2 separate regions of the Mus musculus genome follow, and region 2 is linked to region 1. The links are chromatin contacts, called in public HiChIP or PLAC-seq maps. All regions are on one chromosome and are shown on one strand. The core of a region is the stretch at or near the end of the contact, and the rest is flanking DNA. Distances in the headings are between cores, read along the strand shown. Region 1 holds the start of Efhc1 (EF-hand domain (C-terminal) containing 1). Region 2 overlaps Gsta3 (glutathione S-transferase, alpha 3).

Region 1 (2,700 bases), core at 192-2,691:
AACCCAAATTACTGTTATCACTTGGCTTTGATATGATAGGACGTGTTTGTTGTTGTTGGGGTGGTTTGTTCTGAGCATGTGTGTGTGGGGGGATATGAGTGTATATGCACATGCCTGTTTGCATGTATGTGGAAATACATATGAAAGACCAAAGTTGGCATGGGTAGGCTGCATCAGGTAAGGGTCAGTCTAGCTAAGCGTCTTGCTTGGGTATTAAGGATCTGAACTCCACTCCTCTTATGAGAGCAGCAAGTGCTTTATCCTCTGAGCCACTTCCTTTTCACGAAGCTCCTGTTCTGTCTGGTTTGGATCTGCTGTCGTTTGGAGACAGTGACTAGCTATGTAGCCCAGGCTAGACTCAAATTGGCCACCCGTATGCCTCAGCTTCCTGAAAGCTGAGATTACGAATGTGCATCGCCACCCTGGACTTTATTTAATTTAATATTTAATTTCATCTAGATGATGACTATAAACAGTTGGGGCAAAGGAGTAAAATGCAATCTGAACGGGAGCCCTGTGTGTTGGCATGTCTTTAATCCAAGCAGTCTGCAGGCCGAGGCAGGTGGTTCTCAGGTTCAAGGCCAGCCTAGGCTGCAGACAAGATAAAACAACAACCTCCCCCCCCACACACACACACAGTCTGAAAATGAATCATGTGTGTAAGTACACACACACGGGCTACAGAAAGAGAAACATTAAGTGGTTCATTCCTATGGTTGAGACGGAAGAAATACAAGGAGAGGAGGAAGAATGCTTTACAGAGAAAAACTACAAGAAAACCAGCATGTGGGGGCGGCGGGAGGTGGGGGATTCAATTCTAGGGAAGGCTGTAGCTGGAGAGAAAAGTGACCCTTAACTCAAAAGGCCAGAGACTGGGGTGGGGACCCGTCAGGAAAGGAGTACGTGGAAAAGATGCATACACATAGAGGAAAGGGGTTGAAGGGCAGTGACCCTGAGGATTCAGAAGCGGTGAGACAAATCCAGAATGAGGCTGCTGTGGAGAGACGGTAGGAGAGGATGAAGGCGCTGAGTAGGGTTACAGTGCAGCTGGGGAGAGGCCTGGAGACAGCCTGGGGTAATCGGGCCAGAAGGCAGGTAGATGGGGCAGTAAAGAAAGAACAGGGCCACGGTGAGGACCCAGGAGGGTGAGTGGACTACCAAGAGGCCAAGCAAAATCGGCAGAGGCTGGGATGCGCGAGGACGACGGAGCCTGCGGAATGAAGGAGCGCAGAGGCGAGCCAAGTGGAGAACCCTTCGGGCTGGCCCTCACCGTGGAGTCTGTAAAGGACGAGCCCGGGAGAAAGGGCAGGCCGTGCACCGGGTTGGTCCCCATCGCTGCCCTGCAGCTGCCACCTCGGTTGCCTTTTGCCGCTCGGGTTACCCTGGCAACAAACTGCACTCGCGGGCCTCTCCAGACTCCCTGGTAACGCCAAACACACTAGTCGAGAGAGGGGAGGAGCGGCGGGGAGGAGGGGAGGATGTTAGGGGGCGGGGAAAGGGAGGCGGAGGCCAGGTCTGCGCCTGCGCACAGCACTACTGACTCTAGTGGCCACAGGACGTGGCTAATGGGTGTGGCAGAGGCGGCTCCGCCCCCTTTCTTTCCCATACTTTTCCCTTTCTCCTCAGCCCCCACTTCCTGGCTCCCAGAGGATGCAACCTAGGGGTGGGCTGAAGAAAGCGGATGTTCTTAGGCCTTGGCTCGCGCAGTGAGGTCTGGGATTGGACCACGTCCCTTTAGATCAGTTGTTACAAAGAAGTTCCTTGCTCCACGTTAGTCCTCCCAAGAGCTCAGGCACCCTTTCTCTGGGGAAAGAGCTGCTGTCCTAGTCCAGACACAATGTACAGTGGTTGCTCCCCAGTGAAAGCGCTAAATACTTCAGACTCATCAAATTATGAGGCAAGGGCTGTGGATTAGATTATAATCGACTGCATTTTCGTTGCTCAGACTTGATCCGATTTGAAGCCCCAGTCTTTCCACGGCTTCCTGGTCCCCTCTTAGCTATCTGTTCCACCGTAGATTCCTATAGATTGTGTGCTGAGGTCTCAGAACTTTACTGGGTATCTGTTGACTGAAAAGCTGGAGAGTGCCTACGCCTACCTTAGTCCTTGCTTTATAGCTATAGCATCAGTGATACATAAGAACCACAGAGGAAGAGAGAACCTTCAAAGAGAGACCGAGTCATGAGAAAGAAGTAATTCAGGGGAGTGAAATATTGTCAGGGTCATGTGTACTGCAGAGTATAGCATTTTCTGGACAACTTTTTTTTTTTCCTTTAAAAAAAAAGTGACCCCATTCCTGAAAGATCATCAGGAAAAGAAAGAAACCAAGAGTCTGTCAGCATGGGGAAATAAAAGGGAAGCTAAGATGCCCAGAGATTTTTTTCCATTATGTCTCAAATTTCCTAGGAGTTTGGTCTTTATAACATGTTTTCTGACCTAGGAATTTAGAGAAACGGTAGAGTAGTAAGCCTGAGGGAGAGTATCATGGGTCATTTGCTGCCACCAGTTAAGATGGCAGCTGCATTAGTCAGGGTTCCCTAGAGGAGCAGAACTGATGGAATGAATAAACACATTGATTGATGTTGGCTGTAGGTGCCGAAGTAAATAGAGAAGCTTACCAAGATGCTAAGCCTTCATTTTCTGAAGGGGCAAGAGGGTTCATCCTTCTTGGAAAAGGCTGGCATCCCGCTAGCTCACTCC
Region 2 (2,700 bases), core at 135-2,634, 310 kb before region 1:
GCACCGACCGTGTGCAGCAAAGGAAAGGTAGATGAACTCTGTTGTTCTTCCTTTATGTGCAAGGCTCCTGCCACCGTCACGTGCTTACAATTATTTCTTATGTTCAGTTTGACCTTTCGTAGTTCAATTCTGAAACATGGCCTCTTCATTTGTAAATGGACTTCTCAAGAAGATGTATATATACAACAAACACATATACATGTGTAAAGGCAGAACTTATTCTTTTATTTTGTATAACTTTCTTTTTAAAAACTTGAGAGCCATGTTGTTAATTCTGGCAATTTTTTCCTTCACATCTCTGCCCTGCCTCTTCCCTCCCATGCCTCTTGTCAGTATTGTGTAGATACTTCAAATCTATCCCGAAACAGAACAATATTCTTCTGATGGCCCACCTGTTTCAAACCTCCGTATATCAGGGGCAGAATATTTTCTGGTATTGCTTTCATTGTGATGCTCTCGAGTCAAAAGATGGCAGTATTCTGTTTAATCAAGAGCAGCCCCTAGTGTGGCTTGGAGGTTCACATACCCCAAGTTCTAATTGTGACTGTGAAATCTTTCAGAAAAACTCTAGGGTGGGTCACAGCACAACAAAAATTTTTGAAAAAAATGAACTGTTACTCTCTGCTATAACTATCCCAATGGGTCTTCACACTCCACGTTTACACAACACCTCCAACGTTTAGGTGCTGAATTTACAATAATGAAGCCCGTTCTGGAAGCAAAGACTAACAACCCAAGAACATATTCTTCCTCTGTTGTGACTGAGGATCTGTGTCTGCCCTGCCCAAAATCAAGATGCAGAGAACCCCAGCCCACAGCATGATGCTGCTAGTAAGTAGGACCCTTGAGAAGGGAATAGATTAACTGTGGGCTAAGTGCTCATGAATGGCATCCCCGCTCCCTACAAGGGGGATTCCAGAGACCTCCCATACACCACCTGCAATTGAAGACACAGAAAGAAGGCAAGCATCCATGAACCAAGGAGCCAGTCCAGACAGGCACCAATCTGCAGGGTCCTGATGTTATGCTTCATAACATGTTTTAACAGGCTCCGCATTTCTCTTATAGCAACTTTAGTTGGCCACATGTCCCCTGAGGACTTTCGTTTTGTTTTGTTTTTGTTTTTCGAGACAGGGTTTCTCTGTGTAGCCCTCGGCTGTCCTGGAACTCACTCTGTAGACCAGGCTGGCCTCGAACTCAGAAATCCACCTGCCTCTGCCTCCCAAGTGCTGGGACTAAAGGCGTGCACCACCACGCCCAGTGCCCTTGAGGACTTTTAGACCTTCTGAATGCACGGAAGTTCTGTCAGCTTCCACTCACCTTTTCAAAGGCAGGGAAGTAACGGTTCCTGGTTTGTTCCTTGATCTTGGCAAGGCTTGCCTCTTTCTCCTCAGGGGGCATGTGGGGGTAATAGAGAATCATTATCTCCAGATCCGCCACTCCTTCTGTGTACATGTCAATGCTGAAAGACAGACAAACATTCGGCCAAAGCTCCCTTACCTGGGGTTTCATACTTAAAAGACTCAAACGGCGGTGGTAAAGTTGTTTACCTCTGATGGGGCTTTGGAGTCAGTAGTAGTAATTTGATTTTTACTTGCAGATTAGCAATCCTTTTGGACTTTTCAAAATGTATACAGAGTTTCTCTATGTAGCTCTGGCTGAGTTTACAGATTGGCCTTAAACTCTCAGCAGTTTGCCTGCCTTTGTCACTGAGCTCAGGGATTAAAGGCAAATGCCATCACATCCAGTGGCATTCCACTTTGAATGACTTGAATGTCTAGCAAGCAATGTTCTTCTTTGCATTCAGGCTTTGGTGAACACTTGGCTCACTTTTTTTAACACTATAACTGGCACATCTTTGCACATTCCTGTGCAATTATTCCTGAGCATATATTTCCATGTCTCTTACGTATGTGTCTAGTAAAGGAACTGCTAGGTTATTGGTGGCTTGATGTTTAACTTTTGAGAAATAATCCACAGTTCCACAGAAGTCTTCTGTTTGAATGGAGTGGATGTAGCATAGAGAGAGGAGATCTGATGATTAGTCTTGGCAGCTTCAAAAAACCCTCATTCAGTTCCCATGAAAAGCACCGTGTACCATGCAACCCTTGTGTCTCTGCACCAGACTCTATGACTTACAAGCAGGCTGACTATATGTAGATTTAGATGGTAACCGAGGGTCATGGTTACTGTTATATGTCTTATAATGGCCAGAACTAGAAGGTCAGCTCTTTGGATACCTCTCTTTATTGTTAGTTAAAGACTTGGCCTTTGTCCAAAGTTATATTGACTAGAATATTGCTTCTAAAGATTAAACAAATTTTATGGAAACAGGATTCCAATATCTCCTATTCTACAACGATACATCTTTAACCCCTTATATTCTTCCTCCATCTCCATGGCATTCCCCTAACTGATGTCAGTGTATGTATATCCAAGCACACAACCCCACTGTGTTCATGAATCCCTTGCTATAGTTCTGTTCACTCAAGAAAGGAAAAAATCTTTTCCAGAGAAAGTCTACCATACATGGCTCTCTCCTTCATGTCCTTCCCATAGAGGTTGTATTTGGAGGCAATGTAGTTGAGAATGGCTTTGGTCTGCACCAGTTTCATCCCGTCGATCTCTACCATGGGCACTTGCTGGAACATCAGACTCCCATCTATTGGACGAAACAAAGAGAAAGGAGAATAAGTCGTA

What was found. HiChIP or PLAC-seq counts read pairs in DNA pulled down with a chosen protein or histone mark.
Region 2: an H3K27ac HiChIP or PLAC-seq map of embryonic stem cells shows a contact between it and region 1, with 10 read pairs. The contact joins the enhancer-like site here to the promoter of Efhc1 in region 1. A contact is called at or near these places in 17 of 39 promoter capture datasets (the 3T3-L1 cell line, 3T3-L1-derived adipocytes, the C10 cell line and 11 more), 1 of 15 datasets of contacts at CTCF or cohesin (large pre-B cells), 26 of 484 Hi-C or Micro-C datasets (B cells, the C2C12 cell line, CD4 T cells and 16 more) and 8 of 115 datasets of contacts at active chromatin or transcription factors (astrocytes, embryonic stem cells and extraembryonic endoderm stem cells).

What each region holds. Positions count from the first base shown.
Region 1 is chr1:20,950,367-20,953,066 of GRCm38.p6, reverse strand. It overlaps Efhc1 (EF-hand domain (C-terminal) containing 1), which reads right to left and starts at 1,441. Exons shown (of 11, transcript NM_027974.1): 1 at 1,271-1,441. The coding sequence starts at 1,333. The region is part of intron 1 of Gm51618 (a long non-coding RNA gene); the gene reads left to right.
Region 2 is chr1:21,258,810-21,261,509 of GRCm38.p6, reverse strand. Gsta3 (glutathione S-transferase, alpha 3) reads right to left here. Exons shown (of 7, transcript NM_010356.4): 4 at 2,530-2,662; 5 at 1,321-1,462. The region is part of intron 1 of Gm28836 (a long non-coding RNA gene); the gene reads left to right. Among named protein-coding and RNA genes, the nearest start is that of Gm28836, 12 kb to the left of the region's middle. Within about 2 kb of position 1,384, at least 5 of the 459 cell types and tissues checked have an H3K27ac peak or open chromatin away from gene starts, as enhancers often do. A contact at or near this core is called in embryonic stem cells, where this site is marked.